Linked DNA regions of Danio rerio: region 1 is linked to region 2. A link is a contact called in public Hi-C data. All regions are on one chromosome and are shown on one strand. Each heading gives the region's core, a stretch centred on a gene start, on an enhancer-like site or on the middle of the called end of the contact. The rest is flanking DNA. Distances are from core to core; before and after follow the strand shown.

What was found. A called contact is a pair of places that touch in the nucleus more often than the background predicts.
Region 1: a Hi-C map of embryo shows a contact between it and region 2, with 2.4 times the contacts expected there. The contact joins two enhancer-like sites. A contact is called at or near these places in 6 of 18 Hi-C or Micro-C datasets (caudal fin, embryo, fibroblasts and 2 more).

The regions. Positions count from the first base shown.
Region 1 is chr23:31,230,297-31,235,254 of GRCz12tu, forward strand. All of the region lies in intron 1 of znf385a (zinc finger protein 385A), which reads right to left. Among named protein-coding and RNA genes, the nearest start is that of znf385a, 16 kb to the right of the region's middle. Within about 2 kb of position 2,460, at least 4 of the 62 cell types and tissues checked have an H3K27ac peak or open chromatin away from gene starts, as enhancers often do.
Region 2 is chr23:31,184,350-31,189,068 of GRCz12tu, forward strand. All of the region lies in intron 1 of znf385a (zinc finger protein 385A), which reads right to left. Among named protein-coding and RNA genes, the nearest start is that of znf385a, 62 kb to the right of the region's middle. Within about 2 kb of position 2,197, at least 3 of the 62 cell types and tissues checked have an H3K27ac peak or open chromatin away from gene starts, as enhancers often do.

The DNA.
Region 1 (4,958 bases), core at 1,210-3,709, 46 kb after region 2:
TTTGTTTCCCATCACTGTTCAATACAGGTGTTGTAAATACATCTCCTAGCAGCAGATGTTCATTTGTGTGATTCCTGCCACTGTTTTGACTCCATTACACATCACATAAGCTCCTCAGAAGATCTCAGGTGATTAAAAAAACATCATTTCTACACCCAGCACGTTTTGAATATTCAGTTTTTGACTTGTTTCATCAAAACATAAAATTTCTGTCATCATCCTCCACTTGTTCCAAACCTGTTTAAGTTTCTTTCCTCTGTTGAACATGGCTTGTTCTTACTATGAATGTCGATGTCTGCTGGTTTCCAACATTCTTCAGTATGTCTTATATTGTTCAACAGAAGAAAGAAAATCATAAAAGTTTAGAAACACTTTCCCGACCCATGTTAGGGAATTTTCCCCACGCAGATCTACAAGTGTAAAGGTAACACTTCACAATAACAGTAAATAAATGAGGATGTATTAATATGTAAACTAAACATGACTTTATATCATGAATTAATGATGAGTTAATGCATGTGCTAATCATAAACTAACTACAACATGATTCACAAGAGTTTGTGTGTAAATAACGACCACCTTTATTTCTTGTTAGTACGTTAATAAATGTATTAATTAACATTTAAGTTTACGCTAAATGTAACCAACATGAACACATGAGCTGTTCATGTATAACTATGTCATGACTTTACTTGAAGGGGCAAATCATCATGAACTCATCCTTAACTATTCGTTTTGTTTAAACATTTGATGTTGACGGTACACTTTTTTCGGTAAAACTTTAGTTTAGCTCACAAATCACAGTATTAACAAACCATTAACTAACTCTACTGGCTTAATAAACCACTAATTAGTTGTTTGTTAATAATTAGTACAGTAGAAGTTGGTTTTAGGATTTGAGTAGTATTAGGGATGCAGAATAAGATCATACTTTAAAACTAATAATGAACCGTTAGTATCTTAATAATAGGGAAGTCATAAACCAGTAGTTAATAGCATGAATTGTGACCTAATCTAAAGTGTTACCCACTTTTCTGTTGTTATTTAGTGCAAACGAACTAGTTAGACATCGATAAAGAGTTCATGAGTAGTTAAGAATGGGTTAATGATGATGTGCCCCTCTAAGTAAAGGCATGATACACGTACACTTAAAGTCAGAATTAATAGCCCCCCTGAATTATCATCCCCTCTGTTTATCCCCCCCCCCCCCCCATTTCTGTTTAATAGAGAGATTTTTTTCAACACATTTCTAAACACAATAGTTTTAATAACTCATCTCTAACAATTGATTTATTTTATCTTTGCCATGATGACAGTAAATAATATTTTACTAGATATTTTTCAAGACACTTCTATACAGCTTACAGTAACATTTAAAGGCTTAACTAGGTTAACTAGGCAGGTTAGGGTAATTAGGCAAGTTATTGAATAACGATGGTTTGTTCTGTTGACTATCGAAAAAAATCTAGCTTAAAGGAGCTAACAATATTGAGCTTAAAATGGTTTCTAAAAAATTTAAAACTGCTTTTATTCTAGCTGAAATAAAACAAATAAGATTTCCTTTAAAATATTATCAGACATGCTGTGAAAATTTCCTTGGTCTGTTAAACATCCTTTGATAAATATTTTAAAAAGAAAGAAAAATGCAAAGAGGGGCTAATAATTCTGACTTCAGTTGTATATATTAACATGTCATGAGTTTATGATTGTTAAATAAAGCACAAATAAATGTGGTATTAATACATTAATTAACAAACAAGCATGTACTAACAAGTAATTTAGGTAGCTGTTATTCACACATGAACTTATGTTGTAGTTAAAGTTAGTTCACGGTTAGCACATGCATTAATTCATCATTAGTTCATAATAAAGTAATGTTTAGTTGACATATTAACACATCATTATTCATGTACTGTTATTGTAAAGTGTTACCAGTGTAAACACACAGTGACCATTACAACTAAGGTAATATAAATTCAACAGATAACCATGCGGCATCTAGATTAGACCAGCATGTTAACTCATCTACGCCTGCGTTGCATTTCCCAAAAACATTGCCACTAATGATATGATCAGTTTAGATGATTGCAATGTTCTCTCCGATCTACATATGCTTACGAAGGGAAATGCAGCACTGGTCCTTTCAGCGAGGCCATTTGAGCCTGTGAACGTCAATGCACTGATTAACAGGTTGATTATATGGACCCCCCAGTCCTGGCAAACCAACTGACGGCTGGGTGGGCAGTTTCGACGACATTACAGAGCTTAAACAGAAGTGTGACTGCGGTGCGTGCGTATGTCTCTGTGTGTGTGTGTGTGTGTGTCTCATCAAAAGAGGGGATAGGGTTTCCTCATTAGTTGTGTTGAGATCAATAATTCAGAGCAGGGCCTTGTTGAGCTCAATGGTCCAAGCGCTAATGTGCTGTCTACCCGCTAGGGACTGGGACCCAGCAGGACTTTAATGGATGTCATGATGAGAGGGTGAAATCCAAGTATGGGGATCCTCTTGCACCCCTTGGCTCCGTGTGAATGTGTGTGTGTGAAGTCTCGGATGCGTACGGTCACAGCGTGAGGAGAATGACTATTAAAAACAGGTGTGAAAAGATAAGAGTGTTGTGAAGAAGAGTTGACAAGCCACCCTACAGTAACTCCCACATCTCAACAATTGTTACTCAATTAACTCAATTAGCTCTGCATGTGTTTGACAGCTCTGACACCACTGAAGCACACTGAGAGGCATTAAAGACAAATCGCATAAAAAAAGAGAAAGTAGGAAACAGATTAATCGACACTTGATGAGAATATCAAGTTATTTATTTTACTAAAAATATTTTTACTAAAAAGCCAAAGTAAAATAGACATCCTGCGCTCTACCTGAACCGTCGTCTTCAAGAGATCAAAAGAATTCTTCAAGAGAATATTTGTTTACAACATCCAGCTAGATGAAAGTGTGCACTGTGTAAATGACTCTTTTCTACTGTACACTCTCAGAAAAATGGTACAATGTTGTACCAAAGACTGCACAAACCCTTGTCACTAGGGCAGTACCTTTTTATGGAACAGAATTTGACAAAGAAACAAATTTGTACCATTGCAGTTTGTACCTTTAAGGACATGATTTGTACCATGGGAAACCGAAATTTACCTTCGATTTTTAAAACCTGCAGATACAGTATTGTACCTACATCAAAGGTACAAATCTGATCCATGAAGGTACCACTACAGTGAAACGACACTCTGTACCTTAAAGGGTCACGAAACACCAAAACACATTTTTTGAGCTGTTGACAGTCGTATATGTGTCCCACACTGCTAAAAACACTATTAAGACACCTATATTTCACTAAAAAGTGTAAATTGGTTGTTTTTGCGTTATTTCAAGCAAATTTGTACTTCCGGTTTGAAATGTTAAATGTGTTCCTTCAAGAACTATTTAAAGGCATTTTGCTATATTCAAAATGCGTCAATTTATTTTCAGTAAAAAAAAATCTATAAGTGTAATGCATCTTTTCCATTTAAAATAAAGAATCATAAATACTTTAACATAAATCAAAAGATCTTTTATTTGCTAAACATTTCACAACAATTTTCACAAAAATGTTACAGAAATACATTCTGCCATGTACAATATAAAACTTTTTTCTCTAATATTCACACAATAGCTTTGTGATCGCTTAAAAGTTCTTTTAATTGACTTAATTTTAAAATAAAAATAGAGTTATGCAAAAGTATTGTAGGGAGATAGCGACATTGTTTGATTAATTTTTACGATACTAAAATGTCTGCATAAACACTTTGCATATGTAGGACTTTTCCAGCTCACGTGCGCAGTGGAAAGCAAACGCCAAAAGGTGCGGATATCAATAATGAAAATGTATTTATCAGAAAATGCTTACCAAATGTTTATTAAAAGTGCCTCAAAAGTTTAGGTTACAATACTTATAGTTTTGTTTTTAGCAGTTGTTTTGTATTATAAAACTTAATAATTAATGTTTATGAGTTTATTTTAAGAGAACCAAACTACAAGTGTAAACACACAGTGACCATTACATGACAACTAAGGTAATATAAATACAACAGATGACCATGCAGCATCTACCCTGGGTTGCATTTCCCAAAAACATTGCAATCATCTAATCTCATCATAGATTGCTTTTTTTTTTATCATTATTAGTCTCTATATTTTTATGGTCCCTATTGCACATTTTGTTGGCTAAAAGTTGCACTGCAACTACATGCCAATGATTTTCTCATTTGAGTACTAGTAGACTGTCTGCTTAATGTCTGCTGATACTCCTTCAATAGACATTAAACTGACTGTAAGAAACCTTGCAAGTACATGTCAACTTGCACTAACCCCAACCCTAATCGTCTACGTATAATCTATTGAGAATTATTTGGCATTTAGATGCAATGTAAATTAAATTCAACAAAATGCGTTTAAGAGACCATCAAAATAAAGTGATACCAAATGTTTTGGACTGTTGTCCAGTGTCATGCTTAATTAACCAACCTTAATGTTTAGTCATCCTAATTATCGTATTAAAGTCTTTAAATTGCACTTTGAGCTGAATACTAGTATCTTGCAATATAGCTACTTAAATATTATATTCTGTCATCATGGCAAAGACTAAAGAAATTAATTATAAGAAATGTTTTAAAACTATTATGTTTAAAAATGTGTTGAATTTTTTTTTTTTATTCTATGTAACAGTGCTTGGGAAATAATATTTGAAAAAGAATTTCAATTTCACAGGGGCCCAATAATTTTGCCTTTAATTGTACATTAACATTGTGACTTAGATGGAAAGAAAAGAAAGAAAGAAAACCTGCAGTCTTACAGTCAAAAAGACTTTCCAATATATGCATCAGGCAGTCAGTCTACAGTCTGTGGGTGGTCTGTAAACATTTAATCTGAGACTAGTAACATTATCTTCATGACAACCACCAGAAGCTGG
Region 2 (4,719 bases), core at 947-3,446:
ATCAAACACACATGCTTATAGATTTCTAGTGATCTTGAAAACACAGTGATTAGCTTGTTCAGGTGTGTTTGACTAGTGTTGGAACAAAACTCTGCAGGGACACCGGCCCTCGAGGATCAAGTTTGCCCATCCCTGCACTAAACCATCCTTTAAATTATTTTATTTTGCTTTGGTAGTTATGCATTTTCACAGTTTTTGAACAATAATAATTGTGTCTTGTATAATATAAAAAAACTACACATTTTACTATTAAAAAATGAACAATAACTTTGTAATTTTGTACTGTAAAAAGTATTTGAATATGAAATGTCAACCTGAACTTTTTTTACATTTTGTCAGTTTAGTTGCTAATTCATATGAATTTGTATAAATTCAGTCGTATGAAAATGTATGATTTTAAAAAGGAGGTGTGGCACTAAACCCCACCCCTAAACCCAACCACCATTGGGTAATGAGAAAATCATACTAAATTGTATGAATTAGATCATGCGAATTCATACGAATTACCCACTTAATTAAAAAGTTACAAATTGCCATGAGATTGCGTTGGAAATGTGTACAATATATTGTATTATTCCTTCACTTTCGAACTTTAAAGCATCAGGATTTTATTTTAACATGTTGCTGGCAATGGGGTCAGGCCAGACGGAAATTTTTTTGCTATTTCTATACAGAATTGTGTTAAAAATCTGCGGATTTGAGCGGAATTATTTTGGGAGTATCATAACTAAAACCTTAATATATGAAATAAAAAGCAATACCTTTTACACTTTTATAATGTTTACGATGTAAATCTAGTTAGATACAATTTATTTGGTAAACAAAGCAAGTCTCTCATATAATACATCTACTAAAAGACAGAAAATATGACTTTACAAACTATATTGTAAATAAATCATACGTATATTTTCATATTAGTCAATAATACTACTGCAATTAATTTAAAAACTGAATAAATATAAATTTACACATTTTTACAAAAGTAAATAAACAGAATCAATGATGTTCAAAAAATCTGCAGAATTCTGCTCGTGCAGATTCCGTGTGGGCCTAGCAATGGGGTAGTATGTAAACAATATTATGAATATCAAATAATGAGAAGTCATATAAATCTCTGTCATTTGACAGTTGCGATAAATTACATTTTATACTTCTGTTTTTATGCATATGTTAGCACAAGTTAATTTCCAGTTTGTTTACATGGAGAGGGCAGGGTTTATGACACAAAAACTGCAGCCAGCCACTAGGGGGCAATTGAAATGTTTGGCTTTGAAGCTGGATTAGTAGAAAGTAGATAGTAAAATTATATTCTTATATCCCATATCTATAAATGTATTTGTTTTATTTAAGATACTTTTTCATTGATAAATTTCTTCAGACGTGTAATGCACTCCAAAATCTGACAGATTGATTTCCTGTAGCCTATTAAACATTATTAATCTGAAACGTTATTAAACAGTGTCATGACTTTATTTCATAAATAGCCTTGCATTTACTAACACAGTATATTTGAAGTATTTGGAAGTAATTTTCAATGTACTCCTGTAGAAAAACGTCATAAGAACAATGTTTAGTGGCTCAAAGTATTACAACACTAACACGAAACATTTTATTGATATCGTATAAAACCAAGCACGTGTGGTCAGAACACAAACGAGTCGCAGTTAATGAAGTATTAAGCGTTTCTCTCTCTCTCTCTCTCTCTCTCTCTCTCTCTCTCTATATATATATATATATATATATATATATATATATATATATATATATATATTATTTTTTTTTATATATTTATATATATATATATATATATATATATTTTTTTTTTTTTTTTTTTTTTTTTTTTTTTTTAAGCATATACATACATACTTTGGGTTTAAGCCATATTGAATAATCTATTTTATTTCAATAATACTTGCCCTCTTGAATTCACCACCACCAACACACAAAAATAACACTACATGGCCAATCCTTCATTTTATTCACTTCCTCCACCTGCTTGAACCTCCCCTGCAGCAGTTTCCCATCTATCCTCTCTCAATACGTCTATAACCTTCCTCAACCCCCTCGCCATTAAAAGTGCGAGGTGCACGCCCAGCAAAAACAATGGCCAGCCTGTCTACCTTACCCATGTTCTCAAAGCCTCCTGCCCTAAGGTATGAAATCCTATCACTCAGCACAAATGGCTGGATTAGGCCAAATTCATCTGCAGGGAAGGAGGGCCGGGAGATTTCAGCACAGATAACAGGGAGGAACAGGGGTAAGATGATCCACCGCTGCCCATTTTTTAAGTAGTTTCTGGAGGCCTACACATAAGCCACTGTTTCTTTAAAAAAAGGGGGGAAAAACTGCAGGGACGTTGTAAGTCTCGGTTATGAATAATGGAGGAGGGTTTGCACAGCAATGGAATTTTCATATCTGTGGAGTGGCCGTGTTTTTAGTGGTATGATAAACGAGTGCATCTACCGCTCTATCCATGTACCATTAGTGCCATTGGTTCAATCTCTTTAAGTGCTCTGAGCTCTTTGAACGTGACGTTATTGGTGTGTTCATGGGAGTCTGATTGTCCTCAGCAATGTCCTTTACTTCTAGAGCACTGCTGGGTGGCTGTTTACTGCTCCAATACACTTTTAGCAAAAAAAAATTGTAAGTTCAACCACATTTTTCCTTAAAAATCTGCATGATTTGAGGTATAATTAATGTTCGTGCAGTCTTAAAAATAAAGGTTCATACAGAGTTTTTTACAGCACTGCCATTGTAGGTTGCCCCAAGAATATTTTGGACTTAAAAGAGAATTTCAATCTTACTGTAATAAACTTTTTTATAAATCAACAAACTCCACTTATATAATAATGAACATTGTGCATTGGAAGCTACCATGGATGTTAAGTATATGAATTAAAGGATTTTTAAATTCACAAAACTGAGGCAAAGAACACTCGACGTGAAGTGCTATTAAAATCTTTAAAACACAGCAAGCCATTGATTATCTTGCTTATTCTGCCAAGTGTCAGACAAGTTCAAACTAGTTTTCCTCTTTACAGCTGAAAATGTGACCAAATTCTTGTCAGTTTCAACATATTAAATCTCTTAGTTCCAGCTTTGAATTAGTCATTGAGCGAGCACGGAAGAGAGAGAGAGTTGTTTGTGCATGTAAATGACATGGGCATATCTAATAGCTCATAAATGTGCTGGCTACCTCTTTGCAAATACTTTTGAGCATATTTGCAAGCTGGTTAATCTCCATGTTTCTTTGTAAAGCACACATTGGTGTCCTTGAGATTACAGATGAAGAAAGGCTCAGGCAACTCATTGAGTTACTATGGTTATGTAACAATCACCAGCAATCCAGGGACTAGTAGGCATGACACACACATCATATGAACTACACACACACTATTAAACTACAAGTCTTGCCATGCACCTCACACACAGCTGTTCCTGATCGCCAATGATTACATACACACAGCTCGAGGATTGTCAAGGACTGATTACGAGGACAATGTATTTCAGTTTGTGTTCCCCTCTTGTTGTCTGTTATATTTTTGTTGCTCTCAAGATGCCCGTGTATTTCCTGATTTGTCTTGCCTTGTTTTAGTTCTGTTTTGTTTAGTTATAGTTTTTCATGAAATATTTTTAATGCTGCATTTGGATCCGCACTTAGTTTTTCCCTTTGCATCACACACCTGACCATGACAGGTTACTACTAATGTTTGATGGAAGCTCATTTGTTTTAAACTGTGATCAAAACTGACTTTAACTACCTGTGCATTCAGTGATTTTATTGCACAACTCCCAGTAAACAGAATTAAGAATTTAAATAAACCATGGGATTAAGGTTCTTAATAGAACCATTTATGGTGATAAAGAACCTTTATGTATTAGGAGTGTAACACGAACACACTAAAGTTTAATGTAAGCTTGCATCTGCATCGCAAAACATATCTAACTGCTATTCAAAACTAGTCCAGTGTTTCTGTATTCTTTGATTCATAAAGAGTTCAAAAGAACATATTTTATTTAAAATTGAAACATGCAGCTTATACTGTAAATGTCTGTCACTATTAGTCTTGCTGGTCATTAGAAGTAAAAATTGTCTTGGTTTAGAAAAAGACCTATTTTATCTTCTCAGAGAAAAATTAAAATAGTTAAAAGTTTAAATATTCACAATATAAACTAACATTGCGACATTTTTAATAGCTCGATAAAGGGGAAGACTGAAGCATTGCCAACTGGCTATTTTTATGGTTCTTTTGGGTAGTTTTAGGCGACGTGGGGTCAGAGTGTGTAGTGCTCTCGCCTCACAGCAAGGTTGCTGGTTCAAAGACATGTGGTACAGGTAAATTGGGTAAGCTAAATTGTTCGTTGTGTATGTGTGTGATTAAGAATGTATGGGTGTTTCTCAGTGATAAGTTGTAGCAGGAAGGGCATCCGCTGCGTAAAACATATCCTGGATTAGTTGGTGTTTCATTCCGCTGTGGCAACCCCTGATTATTAAAGCAACTAAGCCGAAAAGAAAATGAAGTAATTAATAAATAGGTAATTTTAGATTTAAGCTTGAAAGCCCCGGAGAAGTTCCTGTAAAAATAGATATGACCAAAAAGTAAGACAGAATTCTTTTAATTGTTTTGATACTTTAACTTATTTTTAAAAGTAAAACAGGGTTTAACACTTTTTTAGTTACAAAGTTTAACTTAATACTGTAGTCACTTTGATTGAGAT